2 separate regions of the Sus scrofa genome follow, and region 1 is linked to region 2. Evidence: chromatin contacts called from public HiChIP or PLAC-seq data. All regions are on one chromosome and are shown on one strand. Each heading gives the region's core, a stretch centred on a gene start, on an enhancer-like site or on the middle of the called end of the contact. The rest is flanking DNA. Distances are from core to core; before and after follow the strand shown.

Region 1 (4,414 bases), core at 9-2,508, 160 kb before region 2:
TCGTGCCTTTTAAATGGTAGCAGGAGCAGTAGTTGTTATCACTAGTAGTATTTTTATTTTTACATTTCTGTGTACCTGCCTTCTAGAAGAGTGGGTCTCAACCAGTGCTGGGTTTGGACCCCCAGGGAACATTTGGCGGGGCCTGGAGCTATTCCGATCGTCTTCATGGGGAGAGGGACGCTACTGCCACCTAGTGGGTAGAGACCAGGTTCGCTGCTGACCATTCCTAGTGTACAGGACGGAGCCCCCCCAGCCCATTCAACCCAGTGGTACCAAGATGGAGAGACCCTACTCTGGATATCTGAAAAGAATTAGGAGCTTGAAGGTCAGAACTGTTGGATGGTGTTGGGGTGATGGATTTGGTTCTTGCACTGGCAAAGAGGCACTGAGTTTAGGGGGCTGTGGGCAGTCCCACATCTACCCTCACTGCTGCAGAGGAAGTGAGTTCTTGTGGGAACCTGCATCTAATAACGCTGATGGAGTTCCCATTGTGGCTCGTGGGGTAACGAACCCGACGAGTATCTGCAAGGATGTGGGTTTGATCCCTGGCCCCACTCAGTGGGTTAAGGATCCCACGTTGCTGTGGTGGGGTGTAGGCAGGCAGCTGCAGTTCTGATCTGACCCCTAGCCTGGGAACCTCCCTATGCCGCAGGTGCGGCCCTAAAACAAAATACTAATAACCCTGAGATTCCCCCCTGCGACCTACACCACAGCTCACGCAGGAGCTGGATCCTTAACCCACGGAGGGAGGGCGGGGATTGAACCTGCATTCTCATGGATACTGGTTTTGTTAGCACAACGGAAACCCCCCACACTGAGATCTATACCCCTTAAGGGTGCTGTGAGGATAAGCCTGCCCCGAGAGCGTAGAGACGCTGGTACGAAAGGCTAAATAAAGCCAAGACGATTGCATCAGGTCCCGCGGGAGGGCTGCCTTCCTGCGCGGTGGTGTTCTGGGCACCTGGGCGTTGCATGAGCCCTCGTCTCTCATGAGCTCATCGTTTATAAATGACAGCCACCCAAGTTGGAAAGTATGACCCCCCCCTCCCCCCGGGTTGGCAAGTGGAAAACTTACTCAGCTTTCTTGCTGGAGCCTCGTGTCTTAACTTATTTATCTTAAAAATAAGACGAATATACTGCTGCAGGCAAGCTCCGTTATGTGAGAAGAGAAAAATGCGTGTAAGAAGTTCTTGAGAGCGCAAACTTTGTCAAGGTTACCGCTGTTATTTCTTTTGGTTGCGGTGGAGCAAGTGGACACTAGGTGGCGCTACGTTCTCGCGCGAGAGGAAGCTCTGCCTTGGGTGTAAGTTATCACTGTCGGTCCTGGAGCACACGCACCCCAGAGTGAAAAATATAGTAACAGGCAAGATTTAGTTCTTAAAATAAGTCAGCGGCCCAGTGAAGCAAATACAGCCATGGCAGGTACATTTTTTTGCTTCAACTGATGGAGAAGGGCATTTATTGCCTACAGGCATCTGGCTACAGATATCAAATGATAAAAACACGCAATGTAATGAAACCTCGCAGCAGGCCTGGCCTCAGGAGAGAATGGGAGGCAGCTGGGCCCAGCCATGGGCCCGGGATCTGGCACGGATGTTCTTCTGCCGTGACGGTTTCATAAATGCGCAGTTGTCCTGCAAAGACCGTTCCCATCGTCTGTTGGCTCTTCCCCGCACCTCGCCACGTCTCTGAGCCTCAGTGTTTCACCAGTTAGAATAGGGATGGCTTTCCTCGCCGGGGTCCTTGTTAGAGGGTGAGCAGAGTGACGATCACACCAAGAGAGGAAGTCGGGTTGCATGTTGTCATGGTGATGGGGCCAGACTACTCCCCAGACCCTCCGCCGGCACCCCCCCCCCCCCCCCCCCCCCGCCCCGGCCTCTAACGCCACTGCAAGGGGATTTTTGGATTTCCTGGCCCTCAGGCAAGTTCACAATCCTCTCGCCACTCTTCTCCACACTCTGTAGACTCTACTGCAAAGTGCCTCCCAGGTGGGTTTAGAAAGGGAGGTACAGGGGTAAAAGGGTGGCTTCAGGCCCAACAGTCCTGTTTTCCAGCTCTGCCACGAGCTAGCCCTTTGACCTTGGAAATGACCTTCCACCAAAGCCTTAGCGCTCTGCGCTCACCTGTAAAATATGGATGCAAAGGGCAGGGTGTTTGCCAGAGGGGCTGAACATCTCTGAATGAATGCGCACCAATCAGAACCCCAGAGGATTGCAGATCCAGCGGCCAGACGGCAGAGGGGGAGTTCCGCCCAGAGGAGGGGCCTCGGATGGAGGTGCGCCCCGCCAGTCCCACCAGTCCTTTCGTTTTGCTTGGGTCAGCCCAGCCCTGGTCCCTCCCGAGCTTTGTAAACTTTTACCATCCACTCTCTGCTCTTCCGCCGTTTTCCTCCAGGTACTGCTGGCTCCTGGATGGAGGGGCAGGGCAGGGTGGCACCTTAGGGACACCAGCTTCCTCAGTTAGTGTTCAGGGCACCTGCAAGGTTGTTTCATCCTAGGAAACGAAGATGAATCACTGGCAAGTTCTGGGCGGGGGTGGGGGGTATGGTAGAGATGGGGGGGTGTATTACCTCTCACCTCTGATGGAGCAGGGGGGTGGGAGATGCAGCAGCCCCCTGGGAGCAGCAGAGGTGCTCCTTTGTCTCGGATTAGAAAGTGTCTAGAAGCTGCTCCTTAAAGGCTATGCAGCGCCTTCTTGTTGGGTCATCAATGGTGCTTCAAAGGAAAGGCAGACACACACCTGTTCTCCAGGCAGATCAGGGCTTTATTTTTGTCCAGAGTCGTACCTCATGTTATAAACAGCATGGGCTCATTGGGTGCCACAGGGTGGCTGTCCTCATGGCCAGTTTAAGACATTTGTCAACACGGAAGTGGCCTGTGAGCCTCCGGCCTGGGCCGGTCCCCGTTGTCCCCCAGTCAGGGGGAAGGCCAGGTGGTCAGGACAGGCCAGTGCCCTCACCACTGGGCTCTGAAACTAGGGCTGTCTGGGCCAGTGACTTTTTAGGGCTTGACATTCCCCTTCCTGCCAATGTGACAAACTGGTGGATCATCTCCAGCTCCCCGCCGAGGTCCAACCTTTGGGATGCAAATGGTTCTTGAAATAACTCTGATCTTGAACTTGCTGGCATCTGGTCATCTCCCAGACCTCAATTCCCATCCCCCCCCTCCTTAGAGTCAAAGAGCACCTCATCTCCTGGAGCAGGACAATCAAGCTTTGGAAGGTGAAGTGTGTTTTCCAGCCTTGCCTGTCCCCTCCCAGGTCATTCTAGGTTGTCAGTTTCAGGGAGGGTGGCTGGGCCAGGGACCTGACATTGGAGAGGGCACCCTGCGTCTTAGGTGCATTATATACATTTATCTCACTTGTTACTCACTACCACTCTGCCCAGAAGCAGTAACTAGCCGTGACTTAGCCATCTCTTCAAGGATGACCTTGTCTCGCTCATCATGCAGCTTGAAAACGGTGTGATTGTATTTTAAGCTCAGATCTGAACTCTTCCCAGTGTGTCGTACTGTTGGTTTATGCCTCAATCAACACATGCTTATTTAAGTATCTTTTCTGCCAAAAGTATCTCTTCTGCCCTGGGGAGTTCCCTGGTGGCTCAGTGGGTTAAGGATCCAGCGTTGTCACTGCCGTCACGAGGATCACCACTGTGGCGTGGGTATGATCCTTGACCTGGGAACTTCTGAATGCCTTGGGACTGGCAAAAAACAAAAACAAAAACAAAAAAACTGCCCTGGGTAAGAGCAGGGAACTTATGGCCATGGTTCTTGCCCTTAGGGACTGAGATAGAATTGCGAAGGAAGACTTAACAGATGGAAGCTGATGAACAGTGTGAAGAAGCATCACAGGTGCCCAGTAAGTGCAGAGGAACTGCTCAGCCTGCAGGAGTGACTCTCAGTCGAGGGGAGAAAGGGAGACGAGTTCCTTCTTGAATATGAGTGAGGCTGGGGTGGGGCCAGAGAGCCCGGCTCTTCCTGAAGCAAACGTGCGTGGTGTGTTCTGAGAGCAGTGCTGTCCCACGATGGGCACAGAGGTGGCAGAGTCAGGAAGGTGGGGGCAGGGAGCCATGCCAGGTTCTGCAATTTAGACTTCGCGCTGAAGGCAGTGGGGACCCTGTCACTGTTCTCCAGGTGGTGTGTGCAGTAGGCAATGGTTTGAGGAAAGTCAGACTTTCAGAAATATTAAAGCAGAAACAAAGGGTAGAAAGGGATTAGGGAGATGATGGACCAGGGAGGAAGGAGGAGCTTAGAAGCTCGTCCTTTGCCCACCGTGTACCAAGTAATATGCTAAGAAACTAATTAAAAAAATTTTTTTTATTTGAGTGTAGTTTTTTATTCAAGTGTCAATTTCTGCTGTACAGCAAAGTGACCCAGTCACACATCTCTACACACTCGTTTTTTCCTCACATCCACCA
Region 2 (4,645 bases), core at 416-2,915:
CCTTGATCTCACTGCACCTGCATAGCCTGGCCGACTGACAGTGAAGCCAGTTGGGCACAATGCACGCATGTATCAGAACATCATGTGAAACGCCTTGAATACACACAGTTTTTGTGTGTCTGTCGTCCCTCCGTGAATCCGGGGGAAATCAATGAGAACATACTTTTTTTCTCTTTTAAATTACCGGTTCTTGCATAGAAAGCTCACATGTTGAAACCATACGTATTCTTCAGCCAAAGGAAGGTCTATGAATATTGTAGAAGGCATCCGAGTCCTCTTTTCAATAAAAAAGCTTTTGAAGTCCACATACAATCCACCCCCATTTAGAATTCCTGCCATTCTTTCTAGAAGGAATTGACGGGTGTCTGATAATTTATTCCTGACAAAATCATTCTAATTATGTTGATGCTTTTCCTGCCATTTTTCCAATTAATAGTTATCATTTACATCCGTAACTGATGTCATCTCTCGGTTGTCTGTTCTTCTCTACCTCTTTTAAAGAAGTGGCTTTTGCTGCCTGTTTTGAAGCAGCTGGCTCACCCCAAAATGCATGTCATGGTTCTTTGCTGACTTGAACACACCATAAAAAAAAAAAAACCAGTCTTGTACTTCTTCCTCCCAAGTCCAATGTCCAATTTAGTTTTTCACCTTCACATCATAAATGATGCATACTCCTTGACCTTTCAAAATATGGTATCAAAATGGAGACTAAAAATAGCATCGAGCATTTCTCCTTGGGTTTTTAATGTCATCTATTATCTGCTTTTCATTTTCTCTCTCTCTTTAGGATGGAGAAATCCTTCTTGACCCACCCCTGCTCTTCTTTTGAGGGATTGTTTTTTAAAAAAGCAAAGATTTCTCTACCGCCTTCGTGTTTCTTATCAGACGTAGCGTGTATGGTTTGTCCACAGCAAAACATATGAATCATAATAAAAATCGCATTCTGTTTCCCAGGAACTATATTCATTTTAACAAGTAGTTTTCTAGCTTATGACTGGTGGGTCAGCCTTCTGAAATGAAGAGTCTCTGTGTGCTGTGGAGCTTTCTTTGTTTACTCACTCATTTTCTGTAGTTTTTCCCTTTTATTAAGACTGGTATGCAATGAAATGGGGAGGTTCCCATCGTGGCTCACTGGGTTAAGAACCTGACTAGCATCCCTGAGGATGTGAGTTTGATCCCTGGCCTCGCTCAGTGGGTTAAGGATCTGGTGTGGCTGTGGCTGTGGCGAAGGCCAGCAGATGCAGCTCTCATTCCACCCCCAGCATGGGAACTTCCATATGCTGCAGGTGGGGCCCTAAAAAGACCAAAAAAAAAAAAAAATCGAAAAGAGCCAATAAAAGCCTAAAAGCCACATAATTCCAGGACCAGTGGCTTCCTTATTCTCGCTCTGTCCCTCTCCATCACCTCTCTTTCCCCCTCCGGCTCCTTCTCCCTCTCTCTGACCATCAGTAGGAGAGAGACACCAGTTGGTTGGGCTTAGATTCCAGCTCTGGTTCTCCTCTACTTGGCTCTGTACAAATAGGTCATTTGCTTCAACACTCTTGGTCTCCCCTTTGCCAAATATGTTCTGGCCAAAAAAACCCAGGTTCAAATTAGCCCTCTTCAGAAGTCCAACAACTAAAACAGCTGTGAGCAGAAATGTTTGGGTGTGTGTGTGTATGTCCTTGTTGAGAGCGGTGAGGTAAACAGGAGAGCCACTGACCCTTATTCTTCGTCCTATGTCCCTGGAACAGTATAGGGCCAGCCCTTGTGCTAACTGATTTCTTGAGTCCTGGCTATTTGGGCACTTTTTTATAACTTAGTTTATGAGCTTAGTCGTGGATATGACTAGTGAACTACTGACTTAGGGAAATGCTAGTAGTCCGATCTGTTTTGGTTGTAAACATTTATTTTAGAATCTGTTACTGTGAGAAATATGGGAGCTAGGAAGATTGACTTAATGGCTTATGGTATTTTAAATATATAAGTATGTATGTGTAGAGAGAGGGAGAGAAAGTATATATATATATATATACACACATATATATATACACAAACATTCACATATGTGTGTGTGTGTATATATATATATACACACATTCACATACGTGTATATATATATACACATATACATTCACACACGTGTATATGTATATATACATTCACACACGTGTATGTATATATACATTCACACGTGTGTGTGTGTGTATGTGTATATATATATATAGATATCTCATCTCACTTACAGTTCTGTTATTTTCTCGAGGCTACAAAATTGTTCCAATGATAGTGGTTTTCAGGAACCTTTAATAAATGGCTATTAACAGGCTATGATCTTTACTAAACATATAGTTCATAAAGTTCTTCCTGTGATAGACCCTGGGCTAGGTGCTATGTTGGTATGTATGTATGTATGTGTATATTTATGTACGTACTTATTATGCTTTTGGCTGCACCTGCTGCACGCAAAAGTTCCCAGGCCAGGGATTGAGCTCACGCCACAGCAGTGACCCAAGCCACAACAGTGACCATGCCAGGTCCTTCACCAGCTGCACTCCCAGGGAACTCCTATGCTGGTATTTAGTTAGTACGCTTTAGTACTCATCTCAGTGGCTTACAACAACACTCATTTCTCACTCCTGTTATGTTGTCAGCAGCAGCAGGCTGGCTTCTGTGCTGGTGCTCTGTATACCCCCTCATTCCATGACCCAGTTCCAAGGAGTAGGCTTTATTAGGCATCCTTTCGGCAGAAGGGATAAGCAAGAGAGCTGGGAAAAGTTCACGAGGTGTTTTACAGCTTGCATGCAGTGTAGCTCACGTTTGGTTATATTCCGTCTCCTAAAGCAATCGCTTGCCCAAGTTCACCATCAATGGAACAGGATAATACACTGCTCCTTCTTCTAGGGAACATCGCAAGTTCTATGGTAATGCTCAAGGTATAAATTCCTCTTACAGGGAAGGGTAGGGAGTAAATAACTTGAAAAAAAAATACTGCCATCTTCCATGGTTCCAAAGTTAATTGAACAGAAATGCTGCCTTGCAAGTGGCTTATAATTTAGTGGGGGAGAGAAGGGATGCACACAACAAGCCAGAGCACCAGGGTTGCCTGTGACAAGAGTCACAGCAAAGGTAGAGGTGAAATGCTAGGTGTGTTCAGAAGAGGGATGGAAGCCAAGATCATTCGAGGGCAGTTGGAGGAGGCTTCCTAGAGGGAGTGTGTCAGTCAATTGAATTCTTGCAAGTAGTACATTTTGAACACGAGGCAAAAGGCATAACCTAGGGAGAGAAAACAATATGAAGGAGAGCATGATAGAGGAAAAATACGGAATGAGTAGAGACATTTGGGGCAAGGAATAAGCTTCCCTAAAAGGTGTAGAGGAAGAGTGGTGAAAAAATTAGAAATCTCTGTTGCACCATCTTTTTAAAAAATGATGACTCAAAGGAGAGGACGTGTAACATTTTTGACAAAGGCATCGAGGAGCTGCCGATCGCCGTGACGGAGAGCCGGACGCAACTGAAACTGGGCTTTGGGAAGACGAGTCTTACAACATTGGGAAGGGCAGGATGATGTGTGTTGCAAGAGGGGCGGGGGGGAACAGAGCCCCTTAGAAACAATGCTAGGTAGAAAGCTTCTGCGGTCCTCCAGGGCTCAGTGGTGAGAGCCCGAAGCCGAGATGGGAGTGCAAAGAGCAGGAGAGGCCCGTCCGCTCTTGGGTAGAGACGAGTACGTAGGAGCTGACGGTCTGCGGGATGGGAGAGGCGGGGGTCGGGTCAGAGAGGGCGCCACGGTTCCACGATGAGGTGCCTGGGGGTGTGCGCGTATCATATACGGATAAAGGGGACCTTGGGAAAACCCTGGGTTTGGGAAGAAAGGTTGTAAACTAATATCAAAGCTATTCAGTGGGCTCCCCTGGTTTGTATGTTTATGGGGCATTTGGGAAAGTGGGACAGATCTGGACCCAGTTAGTGATGAGGCTTGCAGCCGTAGCTGCTAAAGGCAGAGAACAGAGTTTCAGGACGAACAGCAACAAGGAAGCAGCACTGGCCGTTTGCCCTTTTCTGGTCTGTAATCTGGGTTGCTGCTGGATGTGCTGGGCTCCTCTTGTTGCTCTACTCATCCCCCAGCCCTTGGTTCCCTGTCCGCCTACCTCTCCATCTTCCACACCTACCCGTCATGTTCGTTTTTCACCGCCCAGCTCACACATCATCTCCCTGGGAACTCCCCCCCACTCCTCAACCCCCCACCTGCTTCTGCCACTATGCGTTCCTCACTTCTCCGTGTTTCCGCAGCCCTTGGTTCTTCATAATTTGGTGATTCTCTGCATCCTGGTTTTGCGCATCAGCCGTGATGCCTGAAAGGATGGCTGAGTTTTCACGTTTTCCACAGATGCAGGTGTATAATAATGAGCAGTAAATGTCACATCAAGGGATGCTCCCATTTGGAGGGCAGCAGTGATGGCGTCTTCCCACTGCTGTCTTCCCCTTGGTGCCCAGAAAATTGTAGGTGCTTATTAATCGTTCTTGGTAAATCCACCTGTACACCCGCGTTTGGGGGCAAAAAAAGAGAAAAGAGATAAACAAGCAGATTGAAAGGGTTTGATTAAAACGTAGGGGGTGAACTAGGACGGTGTGTGGATTGGAATCCACATTTCAGGAGGTTTCCTGA

What was found. HiChIP or PLAC-seq counts read pairs in DNA pulled down with a chosen protein or histone mark.
Region 1: a contact with region 2 is called in an H3K27ac HiChIP or PLAC-seq map of skeletal muscle, with 3 times the contacts expected there. The contact joins two enhancer-like sites. A contact is called at or near these places in 1 of 47 Hi-C or Micro-C datasets (liver) and 1 of 2 datasets of contacts at active chromatin or transcription factors (skeletal muscle).

Annotation. Positions count from the first base shown.
Region 1 is chr10:11,300,210-11,304,623 of Sscrofa11.1, reverse strand. All of the region lies in intron 2 of LOC110255736, which reads left to right. Among named protein-coding and RNA genes, the nearest start is that of TRNAT-UGU, 11 kb to the left of the region's middle. Within about 2 kb of position 1,258, at least 27 of the 83 cell types and tissues checked have an H3K27ac peak or open chromatin away from gene starts, as enhancers often do. A contact at or near this core is called in skeletal muscle, where this site is marked.
Region 2 is chr10:11,135,746-11,140,390 of Sscrofa11.1, reverse strand. All of the region lies in intron 5 of LOC110255736, which reads left to right. Among named protein-coding and RNA genes, the nearest start is that of TRNAT-UGU, 180 kb to the left of the region's middle. Within about 2 kb of position 1,665, at least 1 of the 83 cell types and tissues checked has an H3K27ac peak or open chromatin away from gene starts, as enhancers often do. A contact at or near this core is called in skeletal muscle, where this site is marked.